2 separate regions of the Ovis aries genome follow, and region 1 is linked to region 2. Evidence: chromatin contacts called from public Hi-C data. All regions are on one chromosome and are shown on one strand. Each heading gives the region's core, a stretch centred on a gene start, on an enhancer-like site or on the middle of the called end of the contact. The rest is flanking DNA. Distances are from core to core; before and after follow the strand shown. Region 1 overlaps CCDC197 (coiled-coil domain containing 197). Region 2 overlaps ASB2 (ankyrin repeat and SOCS box containing 2).

What was found. A called contact is a pair of places that touch in the nucleus more often than the background predicts.
Region 1: a Hi-C map of mixed tissues shows a contact between it and region 2, with 2.8 times the contacts expected there. The contact joins two enhancer-like sites. A contact is called at or near these places in 14 of 16 Hi-C or Micro-C datasets (blood, hypothalamus, liver and 6 more).

What each region holds. Positions count from the first base shown.
Region 1 is chr18:56,388,702-56,394,038 of ARS-UI_Ramb_v3.0, reverse strand. It overlaps CCDC197 (coiled-coil domain containing 197), which reads right to left. Exons shown (of 8, transcript XM_027957348.2): 2 at 3,432-3,687; 3 at 2,096-2,178; 4 at 153-331. The coding sequence starts at 3,538. Among named protein-coding and RNA genes, the nearest start is that of CCDC197, 26 kb to the right of the region's middle. Within about 2 kb of position 1,913, at least 6 of the 54 cell types and tissues checked have an H3K27ac peak or open chromatin away from gene starts, as enhancers often do.
Region 2 is chr18:56,331,724-56,337,154 of ARS-UI_Ramb_v3.0, reverse strand. ASB2 (ankyrin repeat and SOCS box containing 2) reads left to right here. Exons shown (of 10, transcript XM_027957345.3): 6 at 1,507-1,752. Among named protein-coding and RNA genes, the nearest start is that of FAM181A, 25 kb to the right of the region's middle. Within about 2 kb of position 3,139, at least 4 of the 54 cell types and tissues checked have an H3K27ac peak or open chromatin away from gene starts, as enhancers often do.

The DNA.
Region 1 (5,337 bases), core at 664-3,163, 58 kb before region 2:
AGGGATTCAGAACAAGGCTCTGGAGTGACAGCCCCACCCAGATTCCCAGCAGCCCACCCCTGCTCCAAGCCTCCTGGGGTGCAGAAGGCGGTGGGTGCCTACACCCCAGTTCTCTGCCCAGGGGGATGGGCCAGGCTTCAGGCAGCTGTTACCGGGATCAGAGCCCTGTGGCCCTCCTCTAGAGACTCCAGACTCTTGTGGACGGCCTGGTTCATCTCGAGGAAGGCCTCGAGACGCTTCTGGATGTCCTGGCTGACTGCGAAGAGCTTCCCGTAGTGCTCCACCATGGCCGCCACCGGGGTTTCCTCCGGCTCCTCCCCTTGGCTGTAGCCTATGGAGACAGTGCGTGGCAGGATGGGTGGGCACAGAATGTCCAGCGCTTACCAGCCCCCTGCAGTGATGCTCGCAAGGTGGGTGGCAGGGGGACTGCTGCTGTCAGCTGGAGCCCTAGAGTTGAGAAGGCTCCATCAGCCACCTCCTGTCCCTTCAGGGGAAGCCTCAGCATTTGAAAGGCTGCAAGGATTCTGGATTGAATGAGGATTCTGGATCGCTGTCAAATGAGGCAGGAGACTCCCCACGCCCTGCCCCACCCCCTGGAACCGGAAGGAGAAACTGCTGGCTGGGGGATCCTGCAGGAAGAGGACAGGGGTCGTTGCTGCCCTGAGCGAACAGGCCCCAGCCTTGGTGTTTGCTCCTTCTGGGTGGGTTGAACAGGATTGCATGGCTGAATTAGGAGGACCCCAACCTTGCAGGCTGCTGGCAGCAGCCCTGGGCGCTGGGTCCACATCAAGACTTGTGCTCGGCCCGGAGCCCTGCACCCCTTCTTGGCTCGGTGCTCAAGGCTCTCTGGTTCTGCTCAACCTTCCAATTGCACCTCCCAGCAGCCCCTGCCAGGCCCTGGTGTTCCAGCACACTGGAACTCACCAGCCCCAAACCCACCACACGGGGCTCCAGCCTACGTTTGTGCTGTTCCCTCTGCCTGCAATGCTGGTCCCCTTTGCTGAAAAACTTTGAGCTCCATGAGTGGCCCCCTCCTCCATGAAGCCTTCCCTGACCTCCAGGGCAGAGTCCTTGCAGCTCCCACAGCTCAAGAGCACTCAGCACAGTGGCTCTGGAATCAGATAGACCAAAGTCTGAGACCCAGCTCCACCACTTCCTGGCTGGGTGACCTTGGGTAAGTCCCTTAACGTCTCTGAGCCTGGGTAACACAGTTCCCAGAAGCTCCTATGTGTATGCCTGCTCAGTCACCCAGTCATATCCAACTGTTTGCAACCTCATGGACTGTAGCCTGCCAGGCTCCACTGTCCGTGGGATTCTCCGGGCAAGAATACTGGATTGCCATTTCCTTTTCCAGGGGACCTTCCTGACCCAGGGATCAAACCTGCACCTCCTGCATCTCTTTCTTTGACAGGCAGATTCTTTACCACTGAGCTACCTGGGAAGCCCTGGAACCTCATAAGGAGGAGTTATAGCTTAGCACAGAGTAAATATTTCATAAACAATAATAGTTATTTTATTATTGATGGCACAATAATATGATAATAATATGATGATAACAATACAAATATGTAACTATGACTTCCCTTCCCTTTCCTACCAAGTTTCCAGCACTGATCACAGTGGATTCTGGCGCAAACCACGATCAAACGAAACACAGAAATCCATTTCAGATGTCTGTAATTTTAGCTTCTAAGAGCAAAACCAAAGACAAGTGAGATAATAACAATAGCTGACATTTCCTGGATGCTAGCTGAACATCAGGCACTGTGATTTGGGGGTGGCCAGAAAGTTCATTCGGGGTTTCCCATAAGATGGTACAGGAAAACCCGAGGGAATTTTTGGCCAACCCAGTGCATGATGCTGAAATGTGATCCAGGCCACAGAACTCTCATTGTTCTCACTGTACAGAGACGCTGAGGACTTGCCACACAGGTCTCATGTCTGGTGGCCAGGCTGGCTGGACCACGGTGAAACAGGCCTGTGGGTTCCCATGCAGCAGGTGAGCTCGGGGTTCACTGGGGTCACACGTCCCCCCGTCCCGGGCTGGGAGGTGGTCGCAGAGAGGACAGGCCTTCTGCGAAAGCTCTATACATACCCTTGGGGATTTTCTCAAGGACCTTGATCAGATAGTCTTCAAAAAGCTTGTGCTTCTCCACCTCCCTCTTCAGCTTCCTCTGCCTGTAGAGTGAGCCAGACGTGAGGACGTGGTGTGGAGGCCCCCAGGCCGTGACCCCTGGCAAGGGCCCGTCTCTGGAGCTGTGTGGATCTGGGCTGGACCAGTCACTGTCCCCATCAGTGGGCCACTGACTGCGTCTCTCCACCCCCATTTTATTGCTGAGTAAACTGAGTCATAGACAGGCCAAACAGATGCCTGTGGTCAGGCCATAAGAAAGGAGACCTGGGGGAAAAGCAAGGCTGAAACTTTCTGGCGTGGGGTCTACGGAGCCCCTCCTGCAGGCTGAGCAGGTGGCAGATGGCCTGAGTCCCCGCTAGCCGATGATCTGGCCAGGGGTTTCACCTCTCTGCCTGGGTGGGCCATGTGTAACAGAGGTAACTAGTTCCTCACAGGAAGGTGGGGACCAGGTCTGGGATGCCCAGCACATCTGAGGTCGGGGCCCCAGCAGCCCCCAGAGGGGAGATGGCCACATGCGACTGCCCAGCCATTCTTGACAGTCAAGGGCATCACCAAGCAAGATGAGTCTCCTGCTCTGGGCCCATTCAAGGTCAGCAGTCAAGGGCAGTGGGCAGAGGGGGACAGGGCCATGGTAGGTATCTTTGAGTGACCACTGACTGCCCCAGGGCAAGCCACTCTGCATCTCAGACCCTATTTTCTCATCCACACCATCTTGAAAAATGCAAGAAAGAATGGTCTTCCCCTCTGCAAATACCATGTGGGGTGAGCCACAATGCTAAACATTGTTGGGGTTGGAAGCCCTGTGAGAGTATGATGGATGGGTTGGATCTTCTCTCCAAAAAATCACTCACAGATGCATCCTTTTGCACCCAATTCAGGCTTTCATGGGCAGCCTGATATGAAGGGCCTCTCTGGGCAAGGACCCAGGGCGTCTGCTTGGAGCCAGGGCAGCAGCCTCGCACGTTGATTTTGGAAAGGCTGAGTTGACAGGTGCATGGGGATGGCCACCCACAGCCCTGCCTTCATGCTGCGAGACTGAGCTTGTGCAGGGCCTGGGACCAGCCAAAGCCTGACGTCAAAGAGGGAGAGTTATGCGCCCCCACCCCTCGCTACTCACAATTCAGCTACCCCTCCTGACTTACTCCCAGGCATCCCCCACCCCCTGGCCATTTCCTTGCCCTGAGGAATTTTTCCATTGCTCCCTCAGGCATTTTTGCTCAGTCCCAGCCGCTTAGCCCACTGCAGGTGGCCCTGGGGCCGGGGCCCGGGGCACAGCGGGGCTCGGGACAAGTCGTACTTGGCCTGCAGTTGGCAGAGTTCCTGGAACAGCACCTGCAGGTCCCTGTCCTTGTTGCCGGAATCACTCAGGCCAGCCTCCTGGCCTGCGTCCCTGGCCGCCGGCATTGCCGCCGCACCACCTTGGGCGACTCTGGACGATGGGGCCACGTGGGCCAGGCAGGAAGGAGGTGGGTGTCTACGACAACAGTCAAGGCAGTAGCTTTCTCTTCCAGTCCTCCTGACGGTCCTCAGAAGTCAGGTTCCAATCTTGCTTCCTAGAAAAGGAAACCAAGGTTCAGAGGGGACCCCTGTGACCAGCTCGAGGATGTACAGCAGGGCTGATTTGGACTCCAGTTTTATTAAATTCAAAGTCTGGGGCCTTTGAGCAGTGCCTCCAGCTCTGGAGGGACCAAAGGTGCCATTCTGCAGTGGCATCATCATCATTGTCACACCATAATGGGGACCGTCAAGACCCATGGGCACCAAGATGCCTGGGACTTCCAACATGTGCTGGCTTCCAAGAGAATTCAGGAAAGAGTCCAAGGGGGCAGAGCTGGGGCAGGCTCAGAGAGTAGCCCACAGAGGGAGGAGGCTCCTTTGTCATCTGTCTCTCCCCAACCATCCTGCCAACCATTTAGGCATTTAACTGACATCATATACTCTGAGCATCCATAGAGCTAGACCAAGGTAGACACATGGAATAAGCTCACGGTCAAGCTGGGAAGGTGGCCTAGTTAAGAGGCAGTTTCAACACAGCCTTGCAAAGAGTTCCTGGGCCACTCACCTAAGTCTGGTTTGCTAGCTACGGCTAAAAGAAGACGATCTCCCTAAGCGTGGCATTCACTGGGCACCTGCTGGGCCAGGCCAGTGCATGGGAGGAGCAGGGTGAGAAGGGGTGGGTCTACTGGGTCAACTTTTCCAGCCCCCAGTGTGTCAGACAGGGGTCCATGAGCACACGGAGGAGGAAGGGGCCTGGCTGACTCACTCGACAGCTCCGGGAGCACAAAGCCATCGCCAACCTGTGACGTCACAATGCTGGCTTCCGTTCTCATGACGTTGTCTATTGCAGGATTCACCTGGGGGTGGAGTGGAGGGCCTGATTCCCTGAGGTCCTGGGGGCCTTTTGCTCCCCGATTCAGTTCCCCAGGGGAAGGGGTGGAGAGGCATTGGTGACCTGGGCGGGGGGGTGAACTTGGGCTATTTTTACCCTTCTTTCAAGGCTGATCTTCCTTGATACCCCTACCTTGCAAGCTTCCCAAATCCTACTGGCTTGTCCTGGGACTCCCCTTTTTGCCTCCTTTAACCTGATTCTGGGTAGCTATAGCTTGGGTATCTCCCTAGGTGGGATAGTCAGCAACCATGGAGAGTTCAGCCCCTCTCTCCCCAGCCCCCTCAAGGCTAAGGATGAAGCCTGGCCTGTGGCAGGGGAGGTGGGGGAACAGAAGGAAACTTCTGGACCTAAACCTGGTCCTGGCCCTGCCCCTGCCTAATGCTCAGCCCTGTGACCTGGTGCGGGGCCTCCATCACTGACGGGGACCTGGGCATGGTGCCTGCCTCTGATACACCTGTTCCATTCACTGCCCAGTTGTCTGGCCAGGCCTTCCCCACTGGAGGCCCCATTCAATCAGAGCGGGGGCTCTGCAGAGGGCAGCCTGGGAGGGTCTCGCCAGGGAGACCATCAGGAGGGGCTGCAGTGAAGGCAGAGGTAGGGGAGGGACTCTGCAGGTGTGGAGACAGGGATGGGCTTGAGGGCAGGGTGTGAGGTCAGGCCTGTGGCTGGAGCTGGGCAGGGGCTGGGGCTATGACTAAGGCTGGGGCAGGCTCTGGACCAAAGGTTGAGGATGGGGCAATGGCCAACCCAGAGGAGCTGGGCTCGTTGTTATTCTGGGACAATTCCCCAGCTTGCACTCTTCAGCATTCCCCTC
Region 2 (5,431 bases), core at 1,890-4,389:
CCAGGAAGGGCAGACCTGGGATCTAACTCTGAGGGCTGGATGCCAGCATCACGCTCTAGTGATGTCTAGTCCATGCCTATGCATGTAAACAATCAGCTCCAGGTCTTGCAAAAAGCACAGGGCCTCTACACTTTGAAAAACGACAGAAATTCCCAATTTCCCGTGTGTCTGGCCTCTAAAACCTGGAATATCCCATCGGCAGCAGGAACTGGATCCACTGCAGACCTGCGGCGGAGGTGTCTTCCCTAGAACTCATGTCCCCCGGGCACTGGAGCCATCACCCAGAGCCCCAGCTGTCCCAGAAAGGGCTCCCAAGATGCTGAATGACTCACAGCTGAAGCCTGAACCCTGATCCTGCACGAGCTCCACCCTAGAGCCTTTGTACCTTGCCCCACTCCATTCTCCCACAGCATCCTCTCAGGAAGGTTTCGTTACCTGTGCTTTACAGGTGAAAGAGCCCAAGGCTTAGAGAAGCCGTGAGGTCTTGGGGTCCTGTTTGAAACGCTACACAGGCAGCCCCTCTTCCTTCATGTGCATGCACGTTCAGTCTCTCAGTCGTGTCTGATTCTTTGCCACCCCACAGACTGTAACCCACCAGGCTCCTCTGCCCATGGGATTTCCCAGGCAAGAACACTGGAATGGGTTGCCATCCCCTACTTCAGGGAATCTTCCCAACCCAGGGATCGAACCTGTGTCTCCTGCATTTGCGGGCAGATTCTTTATCACTGAGCCACCTAGGAAGCCCCTCTTCCGTCTCCCCACCTCCCTAACTGACTCAGAGAAGTTTCCAGGGGTGGTTAATTTGGACAAGTTCTCGGTCTCCCTTGGAACAGCTCTGCCAGCACTAAGGGTACATTTAGAGTCCAGAGCCAGATAAGGCTTAAAAGGGAGGTTTGAGCAGGTTGAGAAAGACTTGATGAGCTGCACTCAGAAGACAAATTTTAACTGAGCAGCCTTTGAGGAAGTGTTTTGAGCGGGAATGTGACACTGCCCTCCTCTTCTTCTGGCCTCATGGAGGACTGAAACAGGTAACACCGGAAAGGGAGATGAGTTAGGGGCCTTCTGGAACCTTCCAGGGGACAGAGACTCCAGACCTGACTACCTGGATTTGAATCCCAGTTCTGTCACTTACTGTGTGACCCTGGGCAAGTCACTTAACTTCTCTGTGCCTCACTGTCCTCCTCTGTGAAAAGAGACAACACAGCATCCTTTAAGGGTGTTTGGGAGAACTAAATTAACCACGTGAAGTGCTTAGAATAGAGTACAGGCGCATAACCAGTGCTATACACACATCAGGATATTATTGCTAATTACTATTACTATAGTTGTATATCCTAGGTTTAGTGAAGGGACTGGAACTTAGTGGAGACTCAGCAGATATTTGTTGCATGAATTCACTTCTGGCTGATGAATGAATGGTTGGATAGACAAATGAATGAATGAAGGCGTGGCTGCCCAGGTCCTGCCAGGGGCCCCGCTGACCATCTTGCTTCTTGCTGGGCACAGCCTGTGAGCGCAAGAATGTGGAGGCAGTGAGGATTCTGGTGCAGTACAAGGCGGACACCAACCACCGCTGTAACCGAGGCTGGACGGCTCTGCACGAGTCTGTGGCTCGCAATGACCTGGAGGTCATGGAGATCCTGGTGAGCGGAGGCGCCAAGGTGGAAGCCAAGAATGCCTATGGCATCACCCCCTTGTTCGTGGCTGCCCAGAGTGGGCAGCTGGAGGCACTGAGATTCCTGGCCAAACACGGTGAGTAGTAAGGGTCCCTGCCTGGGTCATGAAGTTCCCAAGGAGCACAGCTGAGAAGGACCTCAGATTAACTCTAAGGGAAAGCAAGTTTAGGTGTCATCTATGGACATACTCTGATTGAGTGACAGCATCTTCCGGGAGTGCTGTGTTAAGAAGGACTCTGAGGTTGTGCCTAGGCTCAGCTGGAAACAAGTTGAGATCCACCAGTGACGCCTGCAATTAGGAACACCCTTGGAGGGGTGTGGTACACCTGCCCCATGTTAGCCTTCTCTCACCTAGTCCAACATCCTCATTTTACAAATGAGGAATCTGAGGCCTAGAAAGAGGAAGTGACTTATCTATCAATAGTCACGCAGCAAATTACTTATGGACTAGCCAGAATCTTAGCCTCCCAACACCTCAACAACTTCTCTTTCCATCACATCACCCTTCAGGGCCAGAAGGAACTTCAGACAACATTTAGGTCACCTCCTCGCTTTATATGAAGAAGGAAATGACAACCCACTCTAGTATTCTTGCTTGAAAATCCCATGGACAGAGGAACCTGGCAGGCTACAGTCTATGGGGTCACAAAAGAGTCAGACACAACTTTGTTATTAAAGAACAGCAACTCACTTTATAGGTGATGAAACCAAGGGCAAGGATGAGAACGTGATTTGTCCAAAGTCACACAACAAATTCGTGGCAGAACTTGGATTTAGACCCTGGTCTTTGTACTCTTTGCCTCTTAAAAATCTTTGTTCACTTAATGGGATAAAATAAAATAATATTGCCCAGATTATTACTTCCCAGTAACAGAAGACTCTGAGATGATGGCAGACATTCTTTCGGTTAAAAAGATCATAATATTCTGATTTTCCCCGAGAACTCTTTTGATCTCTCTTCTCACTCCCGTGGAAATGACCTTTCCGCTAGAGAACCAGACACCAGAAGCAAGCCAGACCTGGGGGCTGAGCTGGAAGAAGCTTTCAAGGACCTGCTGCGTGACAGGTCCTGCACTAAGCAGGAACACAGCATAGGCCCGAGGGGTTTTCTCTGTAGTCTAGGAGGCAGGGAGTGGAGGAGACTGAGGCTCAGAGAGATTAAATGGTTGGTCACAATCGGAGCCTGGATTCTGACTGCCATCATCTGACCCCAAACTGCATGCTCTTTGCACTCCACCACCCCGCCCCAGGGCTCGAGAATTTCCATCCTGGGACTTGGCCTGAATAAGCATCCATTTACTCAGCACGTGCCCAAGCTGTTGGGAAAACAGACCCAGGGCACATCCTTGCCACTGGGGACAAATCTGGACTGACCAGCCAGAGGCGAAAGAGCACAGGCAGGGTCCTGGGAGCCAGGCAAGGAGGCTGGACAAAGGGCCAGGCGCTCCGCGGGTGAGAGGAGCAGGCTAGCACTGAACATCTGCCCAGCTCTCCTGCTGACACCCTGAGTCAGAGTCTGTTCCCGTTGAGGGCTGAGTCCATTTGCAAATCTAAATATTTTTCTTGTGTGAGCAGGCGGCTTTGCTGGCGGGGGTCCAGGCTTTTGGGGAGCAAGTCTTCCGGAGCTCAGGGGTGTTGCAGCCACTTGCCAACTCTCCCTCGGGTGGAGGCAGGAGCAGTGCCTGGGTCCCAGCCCTTAGTCCTGGGGGAACTCGTGTCTGCTGAGCACCCTCTCTGTGTCAGGCTCTGGGCAGGGAGGTTGTCTTAATCCACTCAGGTGGCTGTCACAGCATACCACAGACTGGATGGCTTATAGACAACAGAGGTTTATTTCTCACAGGTTTGGAGGCTGGGAAGTCCAAGATCAAGGTGCCATTAGACTCAGCGTCCCATGAGAGCCTGTTTCTACCTCCTAGACATCCATCTTCTTCCTGTGTCCTCACATGGGGGAAGGAGCAAGGGAGCTCTCTGTGGTCTCTTCTATTAGGGCACTAATCCCATTCATGAGGGCCCCACCCATATAACCTAATCACCCCTCAAAGGCTCCGCCTCCTAACACCATCATACTGAGGATTAGGTTTCATATGAATCTTGGGGGGACATACATGTTTTTGTCTATAGCAGATATTTAATTCCATTATCTTACTTAGATAACCTCACAGTAACCCTGGTTGCTAGGTACTATTTTTCTCAGTCAACAGGTGAGAAAACTGAGGTTCCTAAAGGCTGTTTGAGGCCATAGAGCTCGTAAAGCATGAAACAGAAACTTCAGCTGCTGTCTGTCATGAAAACCTGTGATATTTCCACTAGACCAGAAAGCAGTCATCAAATATTAAAATTATCAGAGAGCTTGTGATAAGCTGACTGCCCAGAGGGGATCTGTGGTTTAACAGATGCTTCTGATTTCAGCCCTTGCTGATATTTCACTGCTATCTCAGTTCCATTTCCTATCAGAATAGGGGCTGGGGAACAGACTGCACTTTTCTCTGCAGAGAAACACCTGCCTTCCCTCTCCATCACCACCAGGAGATGGAGCAAATGTAGGAGATTGGGCTGAAGGGAGACCATTGCCAGACTGATGCCTCCTCCTGGCAGCGTGGTGTAGTGTTTCTTTCAGAGGAGACAGAAGCCATGGCTGTTAATAAATTCCTCTCTTAATCTTTGAAACGGAAGGCATGCTGCATGCATGCTCAGTCACTTCACTCGTCTCCAGCTCTTTGGGACCCCATGGACTGTAGCCCACCAGGTTCCTCTGTTCATGGGAGTCTTCAGGCAAGAATACTGGGGTGGGTTTCCATGCCCTCCTCCAGGGGATCTTCCCCACCCGGGGATTGATCCGGGGTCTCCCACATTGCAGGTGGATTCTTTACCATCTGAGCCACCAGGCAGAGAAGAGCAAATAAATCCTAATTAATAAAGGTATGGGGGTTTTTTCTTTATGAGGCGGCTCTGTGCCCCCCTAGAACTGTGAGGGCCTTCCTCAGGGCAGGATCTGGATCGTTTTAGGTGGAATGAGCGTTAGGAGCATTGTCTATGCCATCAGAACATCTGCCAGGGCTTCTGCAGACCGTCTAGGTTCACGTTTTGGCTCTTCCCTTATGAGCTGTGGGGTCTGGGGCCAGTTGCAGAGGTTCTCTGTGCTTCAGTGCAAGAGACATAAGAGATGCAGGTTCGATTACTGGATCAGGAAGATCCCCTGGAGGAGGGCCTGGCAAGCCACCGCAGTATTCTTGCTTGGAGAATCCCATAGACAGAGGAGCCAGGCAGGCTACAGTCCATAGGGTCGCCAAGAGTTGGGCTTGACTGAAAGGACTTAGCACACACACACACACGTGCTTCAATTTTCTTGTCTGTAACGTGGAGATAAAGTTGCTTCTGATGGCATGGGGTTAGCATATGTTGTGGACTCAAAGAGACAGCACATGTACAGCTCCATGTGTGTGTCTTAGTCGCTCAGTCGAGTCTGACTCTTTGCAACAATATGGACCATTGCCTGCCAGGGTCCTCTATCCATGGAATTCTCCAGGCAAGAATACTGGAGTGGGTTGCCATTCCCTTCTCCAGGGGATCTTCCCAACCCAGGGATCAAACCCAGGTCTCCTGAATTGCAGGCAAATTCTTTACCACATGAGCCACCAGGGAGGGCCCGGCATAGAGCAAATGGCTGGTAAATCCCAGCATGACTATGGCAGTTCAGGCTGGCGGCCCAGGGTCTCAGTGTAGCAGAAAGGGGCTGGGGGTCCTCCGGGTGATCC